Linked DNA regions of Sus scrofa: region 1 is linked to region 2. Evidence: chromatin contacts called from public Hi-C data. All regions are on one chromosome and are shown on one strand. The core of a region is the stretch at or near the end of the contact, and the rest is flanking DNA. Distances in the headings are between cores, read along the strand shown.

Region 1 (6,102 bases), core at 669-3,168, 190 kb after region 2:
TCTTACTTGGGACCACCTCTGTGTTCCTCCACTTCCATAGGTGAATGGTCACTGGGTGACGTCTGTTCATTTCAGGACCCAGTTTCCATCCTGAACCCCATGGTTCTCAAAAGTTGGCATGTATCACAACAACCTGGGGTGCTTTAAAAAGCACAGATTACTGGTCCCCACTTTCAGAGTTTCTTATTCGACAGGGCTGGGATGGGGTCTGAGAATTTACATTTCCAACCAGATTCCAGGTGATGCTGATTCTGCTGGGAGCACTCTGAGAACTACTGACTTAGGGTCCTCCTATCTTGGTACTTGATGCTCAAATGGGGAGAGCCTTTCTGCAGGATGAAGCCAGAGACACACAAAATCCAGAGAAAGGACCAGGCACACCGAGACAAATAGAAACAATATTGTTCAGCTCTGGGACCCATCAGGGTCTGAAGCCAGCTGTCAATATTCCATCTCCCAGCTAAATATTCAAAGTCATGAATATCCTTTTTGCTAAGCTAGTATGAGCTGGGGCCATGTCACTTGCCGCAAAAGAAGACACAGCCAGTAAAATCTCAGTAAAATCTACAATTATAACAATGTCCATTCAAGGACATTTCTCACAGCTCCTGTAGATAACAAAAGACATCAGTTTATCAGCTTGGTCAATAGCAAATATCCATAACCAATGTGACAACAATCACGTGCTTAATTAAGGAGATCTGGTGGTGGTGAGAGAAGATGGAAATTTCCTCCAGGTAGATGCAGACATAGGAGGCAACAGTGGGCATGTATTTGGTGAGCCCAGAATCATTCATCCATTTATTCACTAAATATTTGGTAAATACTAACTACAAGTTCCTCACTATGCCAAGTGCTGGAAGGAAACAGTGAAAAAGACCCTTCCAGTCAAGTTGAGGGGACAGAAGCAAACAGTCATTTACAGTTAGCATCAGATCAGTGCTCTGTAGGCATCAACATGGCAACACTGGCTTTGGAGTAAACAAACAGAGGCAATGGGAAATGAGGAATGTACTCTGTAAACCATGGCTCTGAGACAAGCTTTGGGGGATGGTGAACACAGTGGCCAGGACAGACAGACAGACTTTAGTGTCTCAGGGGATAAGCTTTCAGCATTGAATAGACTTGGATTGGAGACAAGGCTCCACTTATCTTTTCATCTAGTTACACTGAGCAATTTCCTCAAAAGTCACGGTTTCTCTTATAAACTGAGCTATTTTTGCCTAATTTAGGTAATATTGCAGCAAGAATTGCACACTGGTATCAAACATACAGTATCAAACATATAATAGCAAACATGTAATAAATGCTCTATCAATGTTTGTTAAACAAAATTACATAACTTTAGAAAAACAGTAAAGGAAGCCTCCCCCACCCTTTCTACTGGAAAGACCCTTCTCCTACTGGAAAGCTACTTATAAAGGAAAGGGGAAACCTGAAATTCCAAAGACCAACGTGACACTAAAATTAAATAGAGGAGGAAGTCTGAATGCTTAATAGCGTCAGACCTAAAAATTCTAAGAAACACCTTTAAGAATCAATACTGATACTATAAAAATTATTGAAAAATATAATAAATTGCATAATACCTATTTTCAAAAATAGGAAAATAATGGCTGTGAGAAACATAGAAATTAGAAGCAGTAAAGATACAAAAGCTCTGTGACCCTCGTTAGTGGACAACAGGAAAATTGCCCCTTCGTGATTATGTGTGTACACATGGTGGAAGAAGGGGAAAATGGCAAAATACCAGGCCTTAGGCTTAGATGTTATCAAGGACTACATTCACCACTTCCCAGTTGTAGGGCATTAAATTCTGGTTTCAAGTCTCTTGGTAAATGATGTCATCGTAACACCTGCAAGACAGGTTTATGGAGAATCAAGAGAGACAAAAAGTGTAAAAACCCTAGGTCAGGGCTTTGCATCTAAGAGGCACTTGAAGGATGGGAGCTACAAGAATGGGTGAGAGGGAGAAAAACAGATTTCCACTCCACTGGACAAGCAGCACTCGATGCTGATGGCTTGAACTTTCCCATGGCATCACTGTTTCATCCATTGCAGAACAGAAGAAAATGCTGTGATAGCCAAAGTCACGTTGGTTGCTGGATCTTAGACCAGCAAGTCTGAGGCAGAAAGCCTACTGTGGGCATAGATGTGGAATTACAAAGAATTTCAGCCATTTTAGATGGTGACTTCTGTCCTGAGTCTGGCCCCAGCCCAGATGTCTCTAATGAAGAATCAGCTGTTGGAAAGCTTCCCTGACTCTGACCCAGCAGGAAAGGAGAGTTTCTTAAAATGTGGGTCTCAGAGTTCCTGCCATGGCGCAGTGGTTAACGAATCAGACTAGGAACCATGAAGTTGTGGGTTCGATCCCTGCCCTTGCTCAGTGGGTTAACGATCCCGCGTTGCTGTGGCTCTGGCGTAGGCTGGCAGCTACAGCTCCCATTGGACCCCTAGCCTGTGAACCTCTATATGCTGTGGGAGCAGCCCAAGAAATGGCAAGAAGACAAAAAAAAAAAGAAGAAAAATGTGGTGCTCCATCTCCTTGGACCTGCATCCCTTCTTGCCCTGAGCAGATGCTGGCAGGAGCAAGCAACTGGGATGCTGAGACTGGGCATTCCTGAAAACTCCTCAAATTACTTCATGTGAAAAAATTTCACCTGTCTGAGGATGGAATTATAAACCCATAGGCAGTTTTTCTCCCCTCTAATATGATAGGAAGGGATGATCTCAGAATCCATGGACCACTGAGTTTTTTACATAACATTTTTTTAAATGGGTACTTTTTTAAAGTAAGAAGAGATCCCATTGTGGCTTAGCAGTAACGAACTGGACTAGTATCCATGAGGATGTTTTTTCAATCCCTAGGTTCACTGGGTTAAGGATCCAGCATTGCTGTAAACTCCTGTGTAGGCCACAGACACAGCCAGGAACTGCTGTGGCTATGGCTGTGGTCTAGGCCGGCAGCTGCAGCTCTGATTCAACCCCTAGCCTGGGAACCTCCATATGCTGCATGTGGCCCTGAAAAAACAATAATAAAAAAATAAATAAAAATAAGAGACTATTGATCCCACTGAAATGTGTTCAAATTGTTAAATAAAATTATGGCATTTATATTCTATACATACATCAATTTGTTTTATGCATTTAGATATCTGCCATCAGAAAAACATTTTTAAATTAAAAGAAATCCTGCAATTAAAATTAAGTTAAATATCAAAAATTCCTGCAAGTCTGTGATGATTTGTTAGAGCTTTGAAATGCAGAATTTGTAGAAACAACCATAGTTGTAGGTAAGAATCTTTATCCATCAGAGTCTAGTTCACAAAACTTGAAAGTATATACTGATTATATTAACATATGGAAATTATTATAAATTGATGGCAGTAGATTATAAGGAATTGCCCAAATAGGTGTTAGAGGGCTGAAAGTGCAAAAGGGGACACTGAGATAAAACAGATAACTTCCAGAAGCGGGAACCACCAGAGGGAAGGTGGAATTTAAGAAGAAGCCCTTAAGAGCCTAGCCAACCTGAGAAGGCACTGCCTACTGCAGACAGTAGAGGGCGCACAGAAAGAACTGAAGGACAGAGCCAGTACAACCACGCTGCCAAGGCAGGGCGGCTGCCAAGGCAGGGCAGCTGCTGCTGGGAGCTGTTGCTGTCAAGAATAGGACCCTCTATCTCCTCCCTCTCTCCCTCTGCCTCACAGCTTTCTCCCAATGTCTCCTCCTTCAGGAAGCCCAAACTGCATTTCCTAGCCCCCCGACCCAGAGTCGCAAAGCTGAGTGTAGAATGGTGGATTTGGAGTAAAGAGACGGCAGCTTCCTAAATAGCACAGTAGCTTCTTAACAACCCCTTGAAGGAAATTCAGGCAGTGTCACAAATCACAGCAGGAGCTTCAGCTGGCACCTGCTGTTTGCAAACAAACAGCATGGCTGCATCTAGAGAAGGATGCCTCTGTTTATGCCATATTGACCTTTGCAACCATCCATATACACCATCATCTCATTCATTTAATTCTTGTATTTATTCACCCAAGAAGTATTTATTGATGCCCTTCTCTTTGCAGACATTTTTCGGGGTGCTGAGACAGTTATAATAGTGAACAAGACAGATAAATCCCCTGTCCTTGTGGGATTAACATTCTAACAGCATAGATGGACAGGGAACACACACAAAAGCAATGGCCAGTAGTTCTTGGTCCATGGGGAGCAGAGGGTATTCAATCCACTTTCTTTTTCTAATGTGATGGACACAGACAATTTTATAAAAATAGCAAATTGCTCTGGTTCACCTGGATTGGCATTTTTCATTAACTTTCTTTTTGTCATAAGCTGTCATTTCAACTGTCAGGAGCTCATATTAAGCAGCCTGATTGACATAGTGTCCCTGATAAAAACAACAAAACCTAAGATATATTGCTTTCTGAGAAGAGCCCAAGTACAAACACATGAGCTCAAGCCCAGCTCATGGAGTTGGGTGGGCTGCAGGACCTTCCTTTTGAGGAAGTTCTAGAGTCCCAGACATATCCTGTGGGTGTCTGAAATGATCCTTTTCAATGAGATTTACTGATGAGCTGCAGGCATAGATTTTGAGGGAGAAATTAAAATCTAGAGGAGATGTTTCGGGGACTCATCCTTCCTTTAAAGCTTTAGTGGCAAATCCCCTATTTGTAGCATAGTGTACAGTTAGTTGCCTAGATAAAATAAGATGGTTATTTTAACTTAATTTTTTTCTTTTACTTTTTTTAATTTATTAATTTATTATTATTATTTTGTCTTTTTAGGGCTGCACCCACAGCATATGGAGGTTCCCAGGCTAGGGGTCGAATCAGAGCTACAGCTGCCGGCCTACGCCAGAGCCACAGCAACATTAGATCCGAGCCGCATCTATGACCTACACCACAGCTCATGGCAATGCCAGATCCTTAACCCACTGAGCGAGGCCAGGGATCGAACCTGCAACCTCACGGTTCCTAGTCAGATCTGTTTCCACTGCACCATGATGGGAACTCCTAATTTCTTTCTTTTTTAAAAAAAAAATTTATTGCAGTTGATTTACAATATTCTGTCAAATTCTGCTCTACAGCAAAGTGACCCAACCATACACACATATGCATTCTTCTTCTCATGTTATCTTCCATCGTGTTCTATCACAAGTGATTGTATACAGTTCCCTGTGCTTTACAGCAGGATCTCATTGCCTATCCATTCTAAATATAATTGTTTGCATCTACTAACCCCCTAATCCCCATCCATCTCACTCCCTCCCCCCTCCGCCTTGGCAAACACAAGTCTGTTCTCCATGTCTGTGAGTCTGTTTCTGTTCTGGAGATAGGTTTGTCTATGCCATATTTTAGATCCCACATATAAGTGCTATCGTATGGTATTTGTCTTTCTCTTGCTGACTTACTTCACTTAGTATGAAAATCTTCAGTTCCATCCATGTTGCTGCAAATGGCATTATTTTGTTCTTTTTATGGCTCAGTAGTATTCCATTGTATATACGTACCACATCTTCTTACTCCATTCATCTGCTGATGGACATATCTAAACATTCTAATGTTTATGTGTCTTGGCTACTGTTGAGTAGTGCTGCAATGAACATAGGGGTGCATGTATCTTTTTGAATGAAAGTTTTGTCCAGATATATCCCCAGGAGTGGGATTGCTGGATCATTTAGTAGTTCTATATTTAGTTTTCAGAGGAACCTCCATACAATTTTCCATGGTGGCTTACCAATTTACATTCCTACCAACAGTGTAAGAGGGTTCCCTTTTCTCCATACCTCTCCAGCATTTGTTATTCGTAACTTATTAATGATAATCATTCTGACCGGTGTGATGTGGTACCTCATTGTAGTTTTGATTTGCATTTCTCTGATAATTAGTAATGTTGAACATTTTTTCGTGTGCCCAGTGGCCATCCGTATGTCTTCTTTAGAGAAATGTCTATTTCAATCTTCTGCCCGTTTTTTGATTGGGTTTTTTGTTTCTTTGTTGGGTTGGTTTTTTTGCTATTGAGTTGCATGTGTCATTTGTATATTTTGGAGATTAAGACCTTGTCAGCCACGTCAGTTTGGAACTATTTTCTCCCATTCTG
Region 2 (5,945 bases), core at 508-3,007:
GGAGTTTCCATCGTGGCTCAGTGGAAATGAACCTGACTAGCATCCATGAGGATGCAGGTTTGATCCCTGGCCTCGCTCAGTAGGGTAGAGATAGGGCGTTGCTCTGAGCTGTGGTGTAGGTCGCAGACGTGGCTCAGATCAGGCGTTGCTGTAGCTGTGGTGCAGGCCAGCAGCTACAGCTATGATTTGACCCCTAGCCTGGGAACCTCCATGTGCTGTGGGTGCAGCCCTAAAAAGACAAAAAAAAAAAAAAAAAAGTAAAAATATAAGATGAAGGAGGGGAACATGAGAGACATAATAAGAGGCTAATTTCCTCCTCTTTAAACAGCAAGAAGTCAATTAACATTGACTAAAATAAATATATGGTTAAACAAAAATTATATAGATATATAAAAACCCATTTAAATTTAAATATAAGCAAATATATGGTTAAACACAATGAATTAAGATGTCATTAATATGCAATTAATAATTTTTACTTAAGGTAGCTTTATTATGTAATAAGTAATTTTAACATATCTAATTATTATGCGACTAATAATTTTAACCTTTAAGGTAAAATATCTCATGAGGTGAGTAAATATATTAAGATCCTGTTCAGGGAGCTAATTCCTAGCTTTGTGCAGACACAGCTCCTCCATTCAGCATGGCTCACAACTGGTGGCTTTCCAGGTCAGCTGGTCCTGGAAACTGCCTGCCCTGTTACACCGCTTCCATCAGGGACACAGACTGTTCACCTACCACTGTTCACTTAGTCTATTCGACATGGCAGTGGTTTTCTGGAGGCCATCGGGTGTCTTGTTAAGAACACCAGGCTTCACAGGAAAACAAATAATATGGGTGTTTCGTGCTTCTCATCAAAAGTTTCATAGTTTTGGGAAATCTTTTAATCTCCCTGAAACTCACCTCCTTGGCTCTGAAATGCAATTTTTTTTTTTTTTTTAAATGGCTGCACCTGCTGCATATGGACTTCTGGGCTAGGAGTTGAATCCAAGCTGCAGCTGGGGCCTACCACAACCATGGCAACATCAGATCCTTAAACCCACTGAGCAAGGCCCAGGATGGAACCTGCAACCTCAGAGAGACAATGTGGGCTCTCTGCTGAGCCACAATAGGAAATCACGGAAGGCTAATAATTTTAATGAGTGCCTACCTCAATGAAGGGAGTAAATATCAGATGAGATGAGAGATGTGAAAGGGAGTCTAGCGCAGCACAAATATTAATCATTTTCGTTAGGTTTGAGGATGATTGAGTGTGATTTCAATTCGAACGTTATAAATGCTGATCTTGTAAGGGGAAATGTGAATCTTTTGGAACTTTCTCCAGTATAGAGATATGAAGTTCAATTTAATGCAGTACATATGTCTCTCCTAGCATCTCAGCTTCCAATCGGCCTGGATTTTTATTCCAACCATTTACTAGCCTTGGACAAGTGATTTATCCTCTGTTTCCTCGTGGGAATCATGGGGAAAGTTAAACGTACCTCTAAGGGATGTTGTGAGGACCTTCTGAAGTAAGGAATCGAAAAGGTCACATACTGATCCTTTTACAGGCAAATGTTTTAACCCAAGGAGTGAGATCCTTCAACGAGAACCTAGAGGCCGGGAATCTAGCAGGAGAAAAGGGAAGCCTGTCCGAGTGCAGCTCGAAAACTGATTTTTGAATGATCCAGCCTGGAGGCGGCTTCGCTGGAGGAGCCGAGCGCTAGCCCCAGTAGGGGGCGCGCGAGCGCCACACTGCAGCATCCCGGCGGCCTCGTCCGCCGGAGCCCGCGTCCTGCCGCAGTCCATCCGCCGCTAGTCGGAGAGAGTGGTTGCGGGGAGACCCGGGCCACTCCGCCAGCTATTACTGCTACTGCCGCTGCCCCCCGCAGTCGCAGCCCAGCAGCCGGGAAACGCCACCCACAGATTGGGCCGCGCAGCGTGGGAGGGGTAGCGGTCCCGGGGGACTGATTCTGAACTTGCAGGGGGACCGCGGCTCTCTGGGCCTGGAGAGTGTGAACAGGTGAGTGTCACGCACGTGCCCAGGTGGCTTTTTCGGGATGACTTCCTGAAGACCCTTCCGAGCCCCTGAACGCTCGGCCTCCGGGGCGGCCCTCCTGGCCACGGGGTCCTCTCAGCCAGGGCTTTGGGGGTCGCCGAGAGGGAGATGTAAGCGCTGGTGCCCCGAGCTTGACAGCGCCCTCGGTCAGAGCTGAGACCTAGAATGCCCTTTTGACTTAGGCAGCGTTTGCTCCCCAGGTTGAAAGCAAGTGACCCGCAGTCCATGATGGGTTTGTTTATCGTTCCAGGATACCTGTTGCTTTCAGAATAACGCCATAGCCAGGAGTCTCTTACAACGGTACTCATCCCTGTGCGTGCTGCGTTGTGATAAAATGCGGGAGAATTCCTCATATTGAGACCAGGAAAACTTGATTTCAGAGCTAGGGAAGTAGCAGCCGGAAGACCAGACTAGATTCCCACGACCAGACTAGATTCTTTGCTTCCCTAAACACCTGCACTTTATTTTGATGAGACCATAAATACAGCAGTTAGAAACACTATTATCTTATAAATCGTATATACCTTATCAAGATGCTTGTTTTTTTGTTTTGTTTTTTTTGCCAAGAGGAAGTAGAAAGCATGGACCTTGATAAGTATAATAGTCTGAAAAATGGTTTATGATGCATAAATTATTTTTTAAATAAGTTTAAAAATCAGCTTATTAGTGAACCAAATGTCATACATCTATGGGATTGTAAGCTCCTTGAAGGTGGCCGCTTTTATGATTAGCATAAAAGTGGCATGAATCAATGCATGCATTAATAGTAACACAGAATTTCGAGTCTGGCTTTTTTTTTTTTTTTTTTTTTCTTATTCTAAGCGTTATTTTGGTATCTTTATGTTTAGGGGAAAAAAATCAATACACCTTTAATCTCTGAAATATCTAAGTGTGATTTTAGCTCTAGGAGTGATAGGAACTAAGAAGTTTTTGTCCTAATAAAGCACTATCCATATAAAAGGTGAATGGCAGCTTCAAGACCCAGCCAGAATATTTCTGCACAACAACATGAAAACGAATGTCTTTTTAGATCCATGTTATGGAAGGTCTTGGATCATGAATTATTTAGAACATCAGAGACTTGGCAACAGGTCACTTATTAAAATAATGTACACATTTATCTTTGTTTTATACATTTATCAAATGTAACTTTGCACATTTTCATGTGAGAAATAAAATGTTGAAGGGTGTATGTCCGTTTTGTGTCTTTAAGGGATGTTTCTAAACATAACATAAGATAGGCAGTAACTAGCTGTATCCTGATTCAGGTACATATGAAAAATTTAATCCACACAATTTTCCTTTCTTATGTCAAATTCCTATGCCTCTGAGGCTATTTGGGAGTTACTGAAAAATTAACTTAGCAATTTTTTTTTTAATCACATTTGATGGCTACTTTCTTGAAGCATAAATCAGATAGTAAATTATCTGGATTTTATGTGCATGGGAATGAACAGTTTTGCATGAAATAAATTGTTGTTTATATAAGCTCCAGACACTTTCATGTTCTATGTTTCAAAGAAATGCTTGCCATTCTTATTTAGAAGGTATTTAGATAATATATCTCGATATATTATGCTTCTGTGATATTTCTGTGATGAGGCTCTGAACCTTAAACATAGAGGCCTTTACTTAATGAATGCATATAAAATGACAAATAAAATTCTTTTATCTTTAGCCAAAAGTATGGGACTAGACAAATTACAGATGTTAAATCCTTCTGGGGTTTATGCTATTAATGATCTCTAAGGAGTTTTTTCATTTGGGATGAAGTAAACCACAGCCAATGTTAGTATTGACCTTTTTGTCCTTCCGAGGAAACTCTGGCACTGTAGAAATCAGCAAATGCAAAATTTGTCAGGTACAGATCAATGGTTTAGATGCATAATGAAGGAAACAATTGCATGAAGGAAACAATTTCTTTGTAGAAACACTTTTTCAAAAGAACCTTTACTTCTTTCTTGCTCCGGAGAAGCTCCTTTTGAAAATTTATAGATGCCAACAAGCTGGCAGAAGCAGTTCATTTGTTTAGATAACAGACTTGAAAGTGAAGTCTTGGGTTTAAGTTGAAAACATTGATTGCAGAAGTTCAGAACTGGAGAGCCTTAGTATGAATTACTGTGGAAATATACCCCCAGTGCCCAGATGACAAAGAGGAAGAATCTCATGAAACTTTTGTTGGGTCATGGTCAGGTCACATCTCAAGGGGCAAATGCAGTAGATGCCAGGCTTCTAGAGTGAGTAAAGTAGCAAGTGCCAGAGGTGGGAGCTGCTAATGGTCAAGGCGAGGGTCAAAAAAATATAAACAAGAACAGACGTCCTATAAAGAACAAGGAAGACACCAGGTCTCATTTTCCTAGAAAGCAGGAGTCTTGAACAGAGCAAAGGTTCCTAATAGCTACTAGGCTACTTGAAGGCTCCGAGTTAAAAGTTACTTTAATGCCCCTTCTCCCCCTATACCTGGAAGTGGTAAATCAGACACAGGATGGTTGTTAGATGGTTGTCTGATAAAAAGGAAAAATTCTAGTGATGGCTAGTGGATTTTTTCTTTTTCTTTTTTTTTTTTTAAACGGCCACACCTGCTACATATGTAAGTTCCCAGGCTAAGGGTCAAATTGGAGCTGCAGCTGCCGGCCTACGCCACAGCCACAGCAATGCCAGATCCAAGCTGCATCTGTGACCTACACTGCACCTTGCAGCAACACCAGATCCTTAACCCACTGAGCGAGGCCAGGGATTGAACCCACATCCTCAGAGAGACAACATCAGCTTCCTAACCCACTGAGCCACAGTGGGAACTCCTGGAGGATTTTTTCTTTGACTACTAAGGCTATTTCCAACCTTTCATTTCCATGATACCAAGAATCTAAGTGTTGTTCCTAAAGCACCCACGTATATACGATGTGCTTATGTTGTATGTAATGTCACTTCCCAAGTGTCAGGACAGTACCATAAACTAATTTACTTGAGATTGTCATAGGAAAGGAATCAGAAGTCAGCACAGGGTGTTTATCTTATGTGTATGAGGGCCTTATGCCCAGAAAACATAAAATCTAGATGTTATATAACCATTCCTGGAACATGGGTATCTGTCACATGACTTGACCCTGTGATCTAGTGTGAACATAGATAAACTTTAAACCTTGAAATGCAAATTCAATTGTATTACAATGGGGTTGACTCCTATGAATGTGTATTATTCAGCTCAAAGGGAAATGGAGTTCCAAGTGTGCCTCTCCCCATCATGTGTGTATATTTATTGGATGTTTACAGAGACGTGGTAAGGACGTGTATTTACATACATCAGGTATTGCTATTAATTACTGACAAAAACACATTCCTTGAGGAAGCACTTTTAAATGTGCTATCTTTTACATGCACCCCAGTGTTCACTGTAGCACTGTTTACAATAGCCAAGACATGGAAGCAACCTAAATGCCTATTGACAGATGAATGGATAAAGAAGATGTGGTATATATGTGTGTATATATATATATATATATATATATGTATATATATATATATGGGAATATTACTCAGCTATAAAAAAGAATGAAATAATGCCATTTGCAACAACATGGATGGACCTACAGATTCTCATATTAAGTGAAGTAAGCCAGACAAAGACAAATATCATATGATATCACTCATGTGGAATCTTAAAAAAAGAAAAGACTATCTTATGTAAAAACGCATATGTTTTAGAACCAAACAGATATAAGTGCAAGTCCTGGATCTGTCGTTTCTTCGTTAAATAGTTTACAGTAAATTGCTATAGCCCTCTCACAAGAGTGTGGTGATGATCAGCAAGGAAGATGTTGATTAAGTGAACGGTGCTGGCATATGGGAGATGCTTAGTAAATATGAATTTCTTTTTCTGGTCACTTATGAATTCCCAAATCTC

The links. Hi-C and Micro-C count contacts between places; a contact is called where the count stands out from the background.
Region 1: a contact with region 2 is called in a Hi-C map of retroperitoneal adipose tissue, with 2.3 times the contacts expected there. The contact joins the enhancer-like site here to the promoter of RERG in region 2. A contact is called at or near these places in 11 of 47 Hi-C or Micro-C datasets (alveolar macrophages, brain, embryonic fibroblasts and 6 more) and 1 of 2 datasets of contacts at active chromatin or transcription factors (skeletal muscle).

The regions. Positions count from the first base shown.
Region 1 is chr5:57,532,478-57,538,579 of Sscrofa11.1, forward strand. No RefSeq gene overlaps it. Among named protein-coding and RNA genes, the nearest start is that of PDE6H, 26 kb to the right of the region's middle. Within about 2 kb of position 1,919, at least 1 of the 83 cell types and tissues checked has an H3K27ac peak or open chromatin away from gene starts, as enhancers often do. A contact at or near this core is called in retroperitoneal adipose tissue, where this site is marked.
Region 2 is chr5:57,347,629-57,353,573 of Sscrofa11.1, forward strand. It overlaps RERG (ras-related and estrogen-regulated growth inhibitor), which reads left to right and starts at 1,758. Exons shown (of 5, transcript XM_003481681.4): 1 at 1,758-2,005.